Linked DNA regions of Mus musculus: regions 1 and 2 are each linked to region 3. A link is a contact called in public Hi-C and HiChIP or PLAC-seq data. All regions are on one chromosome and are shown on one strand. Each heading gives the region's core, a stretch centred on a gene start, on an enhancer-like site or on the middle of the called end of the contact. The rest is flanking DNA. Distances are from core to core; before and after follow the strand shown. Region 1 overlaps Gm30790 (predicted gene, 30790). Region 2 has its middle 53 kb from the start of Samsn1. Region 3 overlaps Nrip1 (nuclear receptor interacting protein 1).

Region 1 (4,432 bases), core at 63-2,562, 410 kb before region 3:
AGTCTGTGAGGATTCTATAGCTCACCCGAAGCTACTTAGGAACATATAAACATTCATGTATGCATAATTATCTATTAATGTCCTTTTATATTTTCATTATTTTTATTGTACAAATGAAAATGTTCTTTCTTCGTATCATATAGAATTGACACAGTGACATGAAAATGATGTAATTGGCTCATAAAACCTGGACCTGCCTACGATGTAAACTGAGGCCACTTTAGGGAAGCCAGAGGAAGATATCTTGCTGTGAAATGTGGTCTCCTGTCTGGGGATAAGTAGAAGATGCTGTAGAAGCAGAAGGTTCTGGCATTGTCTGGAAATGGTTCCTTCAGCCATATCAAGTGTGTGTATAAAACAGACCCCAGAAAAGCAGAGCTGCTAAAGAACTGTGTGTAAGCCAAGTGTCTCAATAATCTCCAGTGCCTGAGCTTCCTTCCTGTTGAGCTCGGTGACTGTACTCACTTAGGGACACCATCGCCGCCACCAAGAGAAAGGTCATGAAGCAGGGTTTCTATTAGCGCTGACATTTAACAAGGAGCGATTGATCTGAAAGCAGGCTTGATACTTAGATATAGTCTACCAGTGTTTTCCTAAAATTCCTTTAAAATGAGACTTAAGTCCACATGCTCTTTTTCTTGCCTCTGTGAATACTTTTTTTTTTTTTAAACTAGATCAAAAACTCCCAAAAGCTAGGTCAAGTACAATGCAGGATAATTCATGTCTTCAGTCCCTGTAAAAGGCAGAGAATCTGAGTATCTCCTAGTGAAAGGAGTAATCATAGTTCTTAATGGTATGAAGACACTAGTGACTGATCCCTAGCTATCCTGAGGCCTCATTGCTAACACATGAGCTCAGATGAAATCTAAAATTGCTATTACAGGCCCATTGCTGTGTATCATAATCATTTGAGATTAAAAAAATGCCATAGTTTTGAGTCTTTGGAAACTGCTGCACTTAAGTTCTAAACTGTTGCTTTTTAAAAAGGCTAATTTGGGGTTGGGTACATTGGTGTCTCTGTCTTATAAAACAGCAAGCTAAAAAAGAAAAAAAAGGAAAAAGAAAGAAAGAAGGAAAGAAAGAAAGAAAGTAGAAAAAGAAAAAAAAAACGAATGAAAAATGTCAGCAGAGACATTTTTTCTAGTCGATGTCAGCACAAAAGGGTGACTCAGTTGTTTCATCTCCCAACAGCTGCATGCTTTCATTGACATTTGGTGACCTTTCTTTGTGCACCCAGCCTAACCTCTTAGGTTATTTCCTGGCCTCCCTTCTGTGACCTATGACCGAGGCTGACCTTTAGCTGGAGAATGTGACATTTTGTTCTCCTCTAGCTGACATGTGATGCTCTCATTATTCAAAGGTATGTGAAAATAACGACCCAGAGTGACCTGTGAGTTTCCTTTCATTTATTGGTTGTTTTGGGTGCTTGTTCAGCATGTAGTGGCCTTGGTTGAAAGGGGGTGAGGCTGAGAAATGGAGGGGGAGAGGGTAGCCAATGTCTCTTTAAAAAAAAAAAAAAGTTCACAATTCTATCTGCTTTCCTGCCAGACGGGCCATTCGAATGTGCAAGAACACGTTAGTATTTCCTGTTTCTGGATTTAGGAACAGGGTTGGCCTTCAAACAACAGGTCTTCTTGGGGGAAACAAGCACTTCAATGCAGTGGGGAAAGCTATTTGTTTATTTATCTCCTTCCAACGAATGGTACCCCTACCTCCCTGCAGAGAATTTTTATGCATGAGTTTCCTGTAGATCCAGAAGGGATAATATACACACAAAGATAATGTCAAAACGAGTACTCAAGACACTTGTCATTTACATGCTAAATGTGTGACCCAGATGGAAACTGAAAGTGTCTTCTCTCTATAGAAAAGATTTTTGTTTTCATCATATATTCTAATAAATTTGATTATTCCTATGACAATTAGTTTAAGACCACATGTATATTGGTATGTAAGTGTACTCAACAGGTACAAAATATGGAAAAATAAAATTAAATCAAGGCACTGGTGAAATAACTGTCATAAATTACTTATGTATTTTAGAATCGACATGGAAGGTATTTACCTATAAGAATTAAATACTGAAAATAATATTTATCTCAAAATATCCCATGAAGTAATTTATGATTTCTGATATTACTTCATTTTTCAACAAGGTAAAGCATATTTCCACTTTAACAAACTTGTAGATCAGGAACCCAGTTCCTTTTATGAGGCATGTATCTGTTTCTGTTTTGCTCACAGTCAGTTCTCACTTCTCATATAAACATCCCTGGAACAGTTCCAACCAGTGCAGAAGATGGAGGACAGAAGTTTGGATTGCTTGACCAAAATGTAAACGTTGTTGTCTAGTCTGAGATTTCATCACTTTACAAAGCAAGATGCTGAGGTCACAGTGGAGTTACCAGTGGGCCTCTTAAGTACAGCATCAACTATGTCAGTTTCAGCAAGAACACTAGGCCCTCTTGGTGCAGGTTCATATAAAGTTCCTCCTTCTTTTTTTTTTTTTATTTATTACATATTTTCCTCAATTACATTTCCAATGCTATCCCAAAAGTCCCCCATACCCCTCCCACTTCCCTACCCACCCACTCCCCCTTTTTGGCCCTGGCGTTCCCCTGTACTGGGGCATATAAAGTTTGTGTGTCCAATGGGCCTCTCTTTCCAGTGATGGCCGACTAGGCCACCTTTTGATACATATGTAGCTAGAGTCAAGAGCTCCGGGGTACTGGTTAGTTCATATTGTTGTTCCACCTACAGGGTTGCAGATCCCTTTAGCTCCTTGGGTACTTTCTCTAGATCCTCCATTCTAAAGCCCCCATTTCTTCTCTACTTTCACCTCCGATTCTTGAAAAATGTAGTTTCACCATTATAGTGTTTTGTTGTTTTTTTGGTATAGTTAAAAAAATAAAAAACATCGTGGGTCCTGTGGATCTTTTCTCATGTGTGACTTAGATAATTGTTTAAACTTGTGTCAGGCTGATAATCCTCCAAATTTGCTTAAACAACCATTCTCTTACAACTTATAATATCTGTGATTAATTTCAAAGAGGCTAGGACAGATGTCAGTGCAGCATGAAATGTGTTGTTTATGTCCCAAGGAGCTGTGCCTGACTCCTCTGGAGTGCTACCTTCCTGGAGGAAGGTTGAGTTGACTTCTGATTTGTAAAATAATGCCATATAGGCTATAGGGTCAACAAATATTTAAATGGAAGCTTTATACAGGGAACTCCAGGAGTGATAAGATACTGTGTACTGCACCTGGCCTTCAAGGAAGTATGTTCTTTCTTGGATCATGCCAAAGTGCCGAACTCCTATAAGAAAGTTTTATATGTTTTAGAGTTTGACAAGATATGGTGGCTTGAGTCTGCAACATCAGATCTTGGGAGGCCAAAGTGAAAGGATACCTGAACTAGATAGCAGGGTTCTGTCTCAAAACAGAAGCTGTGTGGCTCCAGAAAAAAAAAAAAGAAAGGAAGGAAGGAAGAAAGGAAGGAAGGGAGGGAGGGAGGGAGGGAGGGAGGGAGGGAGGGAGGGAGGGAGGGAGGGAGAGAGAGAGAGAGAGAGAGAGAGAGAGAGAGAGAGAGAGAGAGAAAGAAAGAGAGAAAGAAAGGGCATCAACATAAATCTATGTTTTCATAATTTTATTAGCTCTGTCCAGTGAATGTTTGTTCACAGATAAGTTCTTGGCTTACAGATAAAATATATTTCAAGGGCCATTTTTATGCCTAATTGGTGTATAACATCCATTGAACATCAAAACAAACTTTACAAGTCATTAAATATAGGCCCATTAACTCCTGTAGCATGAAGGATACTGTCAAAGCTGGAGTCCTGGTACTCAAACAACAACACAAAGTCATAACTTAAGGTTTCCCTGCTTCAAATAAACTAAAGAGATAATGAAGTGTGAGATTCTGTCCACTTAATTAACATGACCAAGAATCACAACAGGAAAAAAAAATGTAGTATATGTTCAGAACAGCTATCCACATTTAGCATGAGTGTTTGCTTCTTGATGTTACTCTTCTCTTTAACACTAAAACATATTCTTTTGACAACAAACCAAAACCAAACCCAAAGCAAACTAAAGAAGCACTTTAGCCTGCTATGGGTATAGCCTTAATAAACAGAAGGCCTAAAACAAAAACAAAACAAAACAAAACAAAACAAAACAAAACAAAAGGTAATGCAGTTGGTGAGTTTGATGCAACTGACACCTGATGTTATTTTGGTTCATTCCACTTTCTAAAGGGAAGAGCAGTCTTTCTCTTCTATTTTTAGGTCTTTACATAGGAATGGCTATGATAGACCTGAAAGACATCTTGAGCTTCCTGGCTCGGAAATGCTTTGTGCTCCCATCCCCTCTAGTCATTTGTGCTTTATTTTTGGGAGCAGCAGTAGAAACCTGTTTTTGCACTTAGCTCATTCT
Region 2 (4,741 bases), core at 1,410-3,909, 500 kb after region 3:
CAAGGAGCTACTCAGTGAAATAGAAGGTCATTTTGTTCTTTGCCCTTCATGTATCTTCCTCAGACAAATTCACCTATGAAGTCCTGTGGATGCTACCTCTAGAAAGTCTTCCATATCCATAGCACTCCATTCATATTCAGGGCTGCTATCACGGTTTGAACTCTGGTGTGGAATGCTGCAACATCTTTCCAATCAATATCCCACCTTCACATCCATCCCTACACAGCCTCTAGAAAAGTCTTTACGACTCCGATAAAATCATTCCGCTTGCTTGAAGGATTTGATGGCCTCTCGTTAATTTTAGCACAACATGTAAATGTACATAAGTTCGTTGCCAAGTACTTTTAACCTTTCTTGTGAGTCCTCTCTCTCACCCCGCTTTTCAATGCACAATCTGACCATACCAATCTACTAACAGGCTTCCAAATTCACTGTTCTCTCCATGAATTTCCATGTGCCAGCTATTTTTCCATTGTTTACCCTGACATTTTGTTTCACCTGACTCGTCCCTCTACTCTGTCCCGAAACTACCATAAAAGAGTTGCCTGGTGTGTGAAAGTTTTGTGAACCCCCCTCTGTATTTTCCTCTGAGTGTTTTCACGTCTCTTTCTATATTGCTGGCTGCAGAAATTCTCTATTTATTTACATAGAAGCTCATTTTACACGAGACTGTGATTGCCTCATGACAGAATTTATTTGCCTAGGCTTTAAATACCCAGTATGGAGCCAAACCTATTACAGAAGGAACATTTAGAAAATAGGTGCTAGGGTATATTGAGCATGGCAATTATTTTCCATATACAACTGGAATATTGTTTTTTATATCAGTTAGTAAGTCACTCATAACTACTTATAGGTGAATGCCTCCAAGTCACCTAAAAGTTTTTAAAGAAAATGTGGAGTTGGAGAGATGGCTCAGTGCTTAAGAGTGCTTGCTCCTCAATCATGAGATACGAGATTGGATCAGGGCAACCAAGCGGGGTGGCTCACAAACATTTGTAAATCCAACTCCAAGGGAGCAGGTGCTCTAGAGATTCCGGCCTTCATGAATATCCTCCCACATACAGACACACACACACAGACACACACACACAAACAGACACACACACACACAGACACATACATACATACATACATACACACACATCTTTAAAAATGAAATAAATAACAGGTAATAAAACTCAGGCAAGGTAAAATATTCTGAATGCTGAGAACAACCCAATAGTTTTAGTCTCCGGCATCTTTAACACACCTAATCTCACCAACATCCCCACATCAAGTGTGTTGCATGTGCATCTCTTTCCTTCCCAGCAAACCCGGTGTTTTCCTGACTGTGGTGACCACTGTTAGCAGACTAGTCTAGAAACTGTTCTTGGACACAGCACAGGCACTAATGTCATTAATTTTTAAACTGCCCTACCCCTACTCTCTCATGTTGTTTAAAAGAACGTAACTTTTTTATGGCAAGGCGAGGAAATTCTAGATTGGAAAGTAACTACAGAATAACAAAACAATGCCAGTCTATTCCTAATGAGTAAAACTTTTTCCCAATTTCTATCCCTTGAAAATGAAAGTTTCATGCCAGTTGAGGATTTAGGGATATTCTAAAGAGGCTTTGGGGAGATACAAGCAAAGAAAGTCTGAGTTCTTACAAAAGGGAGAAAAGAGAAAAGTTAAAAACAAAACAAAACAAAACAAAAACAAAATAAACAAACAAAACTGAAGAAGTGTTAAGTAGCCAGGAGAAAGAGCTGATGAGGACACACCTACAGGAGTGAGTCTGGCATCAGTGTGATCAGTGCCAAAGAGGTCAAATCAGAAGAAAGAGATCAGGTTCTCACCCACTGCCCATACACAGAGCACTGACTGGAGCAACGCAGAAAAGCAAGAAAGACCTTATGCAAAACTCTATGTCCTGCTGCCTTTTCTAGAAGAAAGTCTGGGCTCTTTAAGAGCAGATGAGAAGAGTCAGAAAGCCATGAAGTTAATATTTACAGGATATTCTTATTGGTTCTGAAGGTTCAAACCTGGCAAGTTGCCCAATCACATTCATTACTTAAACTGGTTCAATAAAGGTCTTTTGGACCAAAGAATGTGCATCAGGAAGACAGCAGAATCTAGCTGTTTGAGCTAGTAGTTCCCAGGTAGCTTTATACAGCTGTAAACCCTCTCTAGTATGCAGCGATTAACTTATCCCAGAGGTTTCTGATATTAGCAAATTTAGCTCTGACAGTAGAGAAGGCTAGAGAAAATTTATTCCCATTAAATAAATAAAATGTTCTAATATAACAGCAATATTCAGTCCTTGGGGCTAAATCCTACAGCATGTATATATACGGCAAGAACTGTATCACTCCTGCCCCTCTGTCTCTCTCTGCCTCTCTGCCTCTCTATCTCTCGATGTCTCTCTCTCTGTCTCTCTCTGTCTCTCTCTCTCTCTCTCTCTCTCTCTCTCTCTCTCTGTGTGTGTGTGTGTGTGTGTGTCTTTCTCTCACTGTTTCTGTCTCTTCTTGTCTGTCTGTCTGTCTACATAAGGTTCAGAATGGCCTTATTCTTTGTGATCCCCCTGCCCCTGCCTCCTGAGTTACTAGAATTACAGGCCTGCCCCATCAGATCAAGTTCAGGTTTTTTACTTTGTTTGTTTTTTGATAAATACAAAATTCAGACCATTTCGGTTCTGGTTTTCCATCAACTCTATAACTGATATGTATGAACCTGAACAGTATCTTTAACTAAAGTGTGTTATTAGTGACTTTTTATTTTTTTTAATCAGATTGCTAAGAGAGATCGACGGAAAGAAAACTAAAAAGAGTGCTCAGTAGCTGACTATTAGGTTTCAGTCATGTTCCATTGCACTGAGGTTATAGCTACGTGTTTTGCAACTTCCTGAGTGTGGCAAAATGATGACATTTAATGTTGAGAAATTTCCGCTGTAAGCGTTAGGTTCTGAGAACAATATATGATGACATTTTAGATAACCCCTCCTCTTACGCAGCACTGCTCTATACTGCCACCAAAAGCGCTCCTATCTAAGTAGCATTGAGGCTTCCAATACTCTTGATAGAGGGAGTGGCCCTACTAAATTTATGAAAAGTTTCAGAGATTAGTCAATAAAACCTAGCTAGAGGTTTACTTTGATAGGTGTTTGAGCTGTGGGAAATCAAATAGAACTAACCCTAATTTTGTTCAACCTCCATGTAACTGCGGAATTCCTCTGCACACTCTTTGTGTATGTATGCCTATAAACTAAAGGTTATGGAGTTGAGTCATCTGCTTTCAAGAACTGTGTGACAATATTCAAGCATTTATCACAAAAAGGTGATCTTTTTAAATCTAAAAGTGGTATAAATTATAGGATGTATATATGAAGTACTCAATACAATCCAGGTAGTATTTGTATGAAAGCCACTACAATTTTTATATATACAACTTCATTTCCCCCCACTAAGTTCTAGTCGAAAGATAGAAGCAGTAATCACTGTATAATCATACAGGTATTTACTCATAGTATCTTGAAATTTTTCATACATAAATGGCCTGAGATCTAAAGAACAATTTTGCTGTCCAGAAGCAATGAAAGAGAGTCAGCTCATAGAGAACTCAGCTCATAAGTTTTACCTGACACATTATTTCATTGTTTGCACCTGATCAGTTCAGAAAGACACAATACTGCACTCAGCCTTGGTTCAACACTCTTGGACATGAAAGGAATAATTTTAAGAATGAATTATTAAATATATAAATTATTATTTATTTTAATGAATGAAAAATTAAAATTGGGATTGTTAGTGTCATGGGCCTTGGTTTCTCACAAATGACAGAGCCTCAATTGATTGAGCAATGGGCAACAGAGAATCCCTTAAGAAGGCACTGTTAATGTGAGTATTTGCATATATATGGAGCCTGTGCACATTGGGGCATAAGATTCCATGGGCTATCAAAATGCTAACATGTTACAAAGAATGTATATGGGCTTTCCATTACCCCACTTCCACATCTGCATCATGAAAACTTCTCATGTGTCCATTTGCAACACTTAGTTTTGTTCTGTGTTATATTTTACAAATGTAAAAACTATAAAGGAATGAAAGCTGGGTTTAGCAGATTCTGTGATATCTTGGACCTTCTGGGATCCCATGTATGCCCAAGAGCAGAACACTGTTTCTTCATAGGGCAGGAGTGGAATAGTGATGCACATGGCTAAGGATCATTTTCTCTTTTAAGTTTTTGGGCACCAGGCCAATAAAATGGGCAGGAACCCTACGCAGCATTTGCAGAGGAAGATGGGGGTGAAAACCACTTCTGGCATACTTTGTCCATATAAATTATACTTGTTTGCAATTCATCAAGTCGTTCGCTCTCTTATATCCATATGTAATGTAAAAGGATCATCTTTCTCTGAAGCTCAATAATGATGCACAACTCAAAATGTGATAGAATCAGCTAAAAGAAAGCAGATGGAAGGCTTTTCCCCGATATGCATATTCATAACAATATAGAGAACTCAACAAAAGGAGATGCACAGAGCTCATGCCCGAAGGCTACACGGACTCATGCACAGTAGTAACTTTGTTTTCTGCAACTGTTCTTCAAACCTTTACTCATTTCTTCTCGAAGCATTCACTGAAAATGCCCTGGGGGGGGGGGGAATCTGCCTCTCTTTACAGAAACAAACATCGTTCCCTTTGAATTTTTATTGTGCGTTAGAATCCAAGATTCAGGAAGTAATGCTTAAGTATTT
Region 3 (4,207 bases), core at 422-2,921:
GAATTTCCTCTTATAGAGCTAAACATGTTTTCACTTCTCTACAGAGAGAAGGTGACGAAGCACGGCTTTTGTAGTGTCGTTTCTCTTCCCCTAAGTCATTTTTATATTGCAAAAGGTTGGTTTAGGTGGCATAGTGTCAAAGGGTTTGCTTAGTAAATTAAATATAGGAGACTTGACTGAGAGAAGCATTTTGGGACAGTTTCCTGGGATAGTACATTAAACCCCAAACAAACAAACATTTGATGCTTTATGTTGGTGCTAATATATCTAATGTATATATTAGCTATATAATATATATTATATCTATAGATAATAAAAGAATCTAATATATCTATATATACCTATCTATCTATCTATCTATCTATCTATCTATCTATCTATCTATTCGTATTTTACAGCCCATCTGTGTAGTTTACTTTCCTTTCTTTAGGTGAATTAAAGTGTTGTGGTATCTAATTTATTTTAGACTTGCATTTTATTATGGTAGAGGAACTGTTTTATAGGGTTGTTGTTTCAGTGTATCTTGATACGTTTTGGCGTTTGAAGAGTACTCCTTGTGCCCTGTCATTTATGGTAGTGGATTTCTTTCAACCTATGGTATTTCCTTTCTTTTATTAATGCAGTATGACTGGACCCGAGACATTGGAAGTGCGGTCTTCTAGTCAGTTAGTGGAACATATGCTTGTTCCACTTATTAAAAATGAAACAGAAACTCATGGCTTTTTCTTTTTAATCTGGAGATGGAAAGATCTTGTGCATGTTATGTAAGCACTCCACCACCGAGCTACCACCTTACCCTCATAGATCTTTTTTTTTTAAGGAGGAAAGAAAATCTTAATTAAAATACAACTACATCAATTCCCCCTCCCTTTTCCAGCCCCCACCCCATTCAAATTCATGGCCTGCTTTTCTCTAGTAGTTATCTTTAAATAGGTAAATAAATGCAAAAGATACATAAAAAACAACCTGCCCAGTCGAATCCCTTTGCTATACTGGTGAGAAGACTATTTCTCCATTCTCTCCTGCTTAGCTTCTTAGTTGTAGTTATCTGTAGTTGTGTGTCTATGGGTGGGGACCAGTAAGATCCTCTAGTCCCCTCCCCCATGCTTGCATGTTGATTGGTGGTGTCATTGCCCAGACCTTGTTTATGCAGCCATATTGTTGAGGATTCGTGGGTGATGCCTCCCAGTCATTTTTGCCAGATACAATCTCGTAGAGGACTTCCTGTTCTCTGGCTTTTATTATCTTTGTGCTCCCTTCCTCCATAAGTTTCCTTGACCCTTATGTAAGGTTGTTGTGTTATATATGGGTCAACTAGGGAAACAATTATAAACAAAGGGTGCTGTATACATTACAGAGTTAGAATTTTAATATACATAACATCCTTTATTTATAACTGTATATACGTACACATATATTAGTTTCTAGAAATCGTTGTGTGATGGTAGAAAATACTAGCTCTATCATGTGTTTTGGGTTTTTTTTAATGCTGCTAAAGGATATGGAATGCCTCTTTACCCCAGTTTTAGGCAGATATGAGAGCCAAGAGTATGTGATGGACTTATTCAAACATATTCTTATTGTTCTGTATGTGATTGTAAAGTGGGCCTGAGTGTGCGTGCACAGATGTGCCGGCATGCATGGGTGCGTGCACCTGTTGATTGCATCACTCCTTTGATGTCTCCTAACTCGGGGTGAAGGGGGTGCTTCCTGTCCTTGTCAGTGGATCTTTTCTCCTAGGTACACGTCCTGCTTTTCTGTGTTCTGTGACCTTGCAGTCATGACTTCAGCCCAGAATAGTTTCAAAGTCATGTAAATGAATGCAATTAAGGTATTGCTTATCAACGTCCATAGTTCAGACGGAACCTTACTGGATGCAGAGGCTTGTTTGTCTCATGAGGAAGGTCAGAATAAGGTTAAATTGTATTACATAAAATGATACAGGGATGTTTTTATTAAGCTGATTGAAAAAAAAATGTCATAATTGAAAAAATCCTAATGTTTTTCCCCTCTAATTATCTGAATGTCTTCTTCATTTTTTTTTCCTTTTTGTTAGTTTTTTGTTTGCTTGATTATTCTCTGGAATAAACAACACTTTCAAGGAGATGTCTTTTGTCTACTTGTAAAGCCTTGGATTGGGACATCTTACTCAGTTACAATTCTAGGTGTAATGACGAGCACAGCTAAGCTGACAACTTGGCTGCTGATGGGAGGTGGCTCTGGGCTTGCTAATGTATGTCCTTAGAAGACTTGTGCAGTGTTGGTTACCAGGCAGGTGACACGGGACATTTAAACTGTAGGAAAGACAGTCCCACTACACGGGTAGGCCTATCGTCTGTGGGATAGACAGAGCTCCAAAGTAGACCCTGGAGGCTGTATGGAGAAAGGGCTGAAAGTGTGACTGTGTGGATATAAAGCAATTAAGAGAAAAATAAGTACCATTCACTCTCCTTTTGTGATTTTTTTCCAAAGTAGGTTGTACTCATCGATTCAGGATTTAAGGCTCCTGTTTACTTAACAGCTCTTTACTGAGAGTCAGCTAGATGCTCTTGCAACAGACATGACAGATACTTGGGGCCCGTAAAAGAAAAATGAGTGACTCCCAGTCACAATGAGAACAACAATAAGTAGACACAACATTACTGAGAGATGGAGTGTTATAAGCCTGTTTAGCTAGCATGGGCGGGGGGGGGGGGGGAGGCACCACACCAAGAAATCTGGCCTCTGTATAAAGAGACTGAAAGCTCCAAGTAAAATGAAGGTGAACTAGCTTCGTATTAGGTTCGTATTTTGGTTTATAGATTTTTTTTGTAATGTTATGATCCTGGAAAACGTATCCTAAGTTATGGATTAGACACTGAAGAGGCCAACTATGTAAACTCTTGAGTCCAGTAGAACAAAGATGTAGTAAGATCAAGGTGTGTCTATCATACCTTCCCAATCACTGGTTGACTGCACCGTTGGCCCATTGATCAGCATAACCATTAAAAGCCCATGCCTGTACAGTGGAGGCCATGTCTCTGCTGGCCAAATGTATCTTTCAGCCAGGAATATCCTTTGTAGCCTTTGGGCCGTCTGCTTCCCAAGATAGTTATATAGTTATGGATAGAGCTACAAAGTCTTAAGCACTTGTAAGAGCAGGGTGGAGGGTGGGGTGGCTCAGTTGTGTGGGTCTTGAATTGAGAGAAGGTGATAGTGTTGAGCTGTGGTTTCAAAAGTTTGGACACACCTCCAACCTTCTCCTTGTCGCTGCCACTTTGAGAGGATACAGACAGAAGCAGCTGGGTGTTTTAAACCTTTCTATGAATGTCAAGTACTCCCGATGTGGTTTTCCACAGAAATTCATCTCTATCCTAGCAAGGGAGAGTCTACTGTTAGCCTGAAGACAGGCGTCTAAGTAATTCTACAGCGTAAGTGGTTTCATCATTAGACGCGGTTTCATTAGCAGCCATAGTCAAGGGAAGCGTGCATGCCTATGTGAGACTCAAAATACAGTCGTCATCTGTCGCTTCTTGGAGATAAATTATCTTAGTCCACAGTTAATACTCCAGTTTCAAACACCTTATCGAAATCATTTCACGCACTCAAAGTAACGCATGTCTCTCTCTTGCTTTCAGAAGGCGTGGACTGTGAGCGGTTGCAGAGCTGTTCTCAGGACATAATCCTTTAACATTCGGGAGGAACACATCCAGGAGGTATTGACTGTTCTTTGTCTCGTTGCCCCATTTCTAAAATAAATTACTTAGAGTCCCCCCTTTCTGTGGTAGGAACGTGAGACTGTTACGTTTTGTTCTGTCATTTTCCTTAACGTTCATCTGTTGGTACACCAGCTTGGCGTTTGTCCCAGTCTGTCTGTCCTATCCATATCTCTCTGAGGCGCGGTGCAGTAGGTTATGGTGGCCAGGGGATGTGTTGGAGCAAAGTCCCTGAAATTTTCTTTCTGGACAGGGTGCAAGCCAGAGGTGGAAGTGGGCTGGGGAAATGGGAATGGGAACAAGATACACCCTTGGACGCCTTAGGGGTAGCGCCCTACATCTCCTAACTAGATCCGACCTCCTAGTTACCTATTCAGTTGTGTATTCATCAGAGGTTCGATCCATTGATGTAGCTAATGCCCTCCTGATCCAGTTCCTTTCAGTAAACCTGGAGAGCTATACCAAGCCTTTAATAAATGGGCCATCTTGGGGACCACCTCATTGGTAAACCC

Evidence for each region. A called contact is a pair of places that touch in the nucleus more often than the background predicts. HiChIP or PLAC-seq counts read pairs in DNA pulled down with a chosen protein or histone mark.
Region 1: a Hi-C map of Th1 cells shows a contact between it and region 3, with 5 times the contacts expected there. The contact joins two enhancer-like sites. A contact is called at or near these places in 9 of 39 promoter capture datasets (the 3T3-L1 cell line, 3T3-L1-derived adipocytes, the C10 cell line and 5 more), 20 of 484 Hi-C or Micro-C datasets (B cells, CD4 T cells, CD8 T cells and 13 more) and 4 of 115 datasets of contacts at active chromatin or transcription factors (a beta-TC-6 cell line, bone marrow-derived macrophages, double positive thymocytes and 1 more).
Region 2: a BATF HiChIP or PLAC-seq map of CD8 T cells shows a contact between it and region 3, with 6 read pairs. The contact joins two enhancer-like sites. A contact is called at or near these places in 1 of 484 Hi-C or Micro-C datasets (regulatory T cells) and 5 of 115 datasets of contacts at active chromatin or transcription factors (CD8 T cells, bone marrow-derived macrophages, large pre-B cells and 2 more).

The regions. Positions count from the first base shown.
Region 1 is chr16:76,759,936-76,764,367 of GRCm38.p6, reverse strand. The region is part of intron 1 of Gm30790 (predicted gene, 30790); the gene reads left to right. Among named protein-coding and RNA genes, the nearest start is that of Gm30790, 17 kb to the left of the region's middle. Within about 2 kb of position 1,312, at least 41 of the 459 cell types and tissues checked have an H3K27ac peak or open chromatin away from gene starts, as enhancers often do. A contact at or near this core is called in CD8 T cells, Th1 cells, Th2 cells and 2 more, where this site is marked.
Region 2 is chr16:75,853,814-75,858,554 of GRCm38.p6, reverse strand. No RefSeq gene overlaps it. Among named protein-coding and RNA genes, the nearest start is that of Samsn1, 53 kb to the left of the region's middle. Within about 2 kb of position 2,659, at least 95 of the 459 cell types and tissues checked have an H3K27ac peak or open chromatin away from gene starts, as enhancers often do. A contact at or near this core is called in CD8 T cells, regulatory T cells and thymic regulatory T cells, where this site is marked.
Region 3 is chr16:76,351,960-76,356,166 of GRCm38.p6, reverse strand. Nrip1 (nuclear receptor interacting protein 1) reads left to right here. Exons shown (of 4, transcript NM_173440.3): 2 at 3,618-3,695. Among named protein-coding and RNA genes, the nearest start is that of Nrip1, 19 kb to the left of the region's middle. Within about 2 kb of position 1,671, at least 45 of the 459 cell types and tissues checked have an H3K27ac peak or open chromatin away from gene starts, as enhancers often do. A contact at or near this core is called in CD8 T cells, Th1 cells, Th2 cells and 3 more, where this site is marked.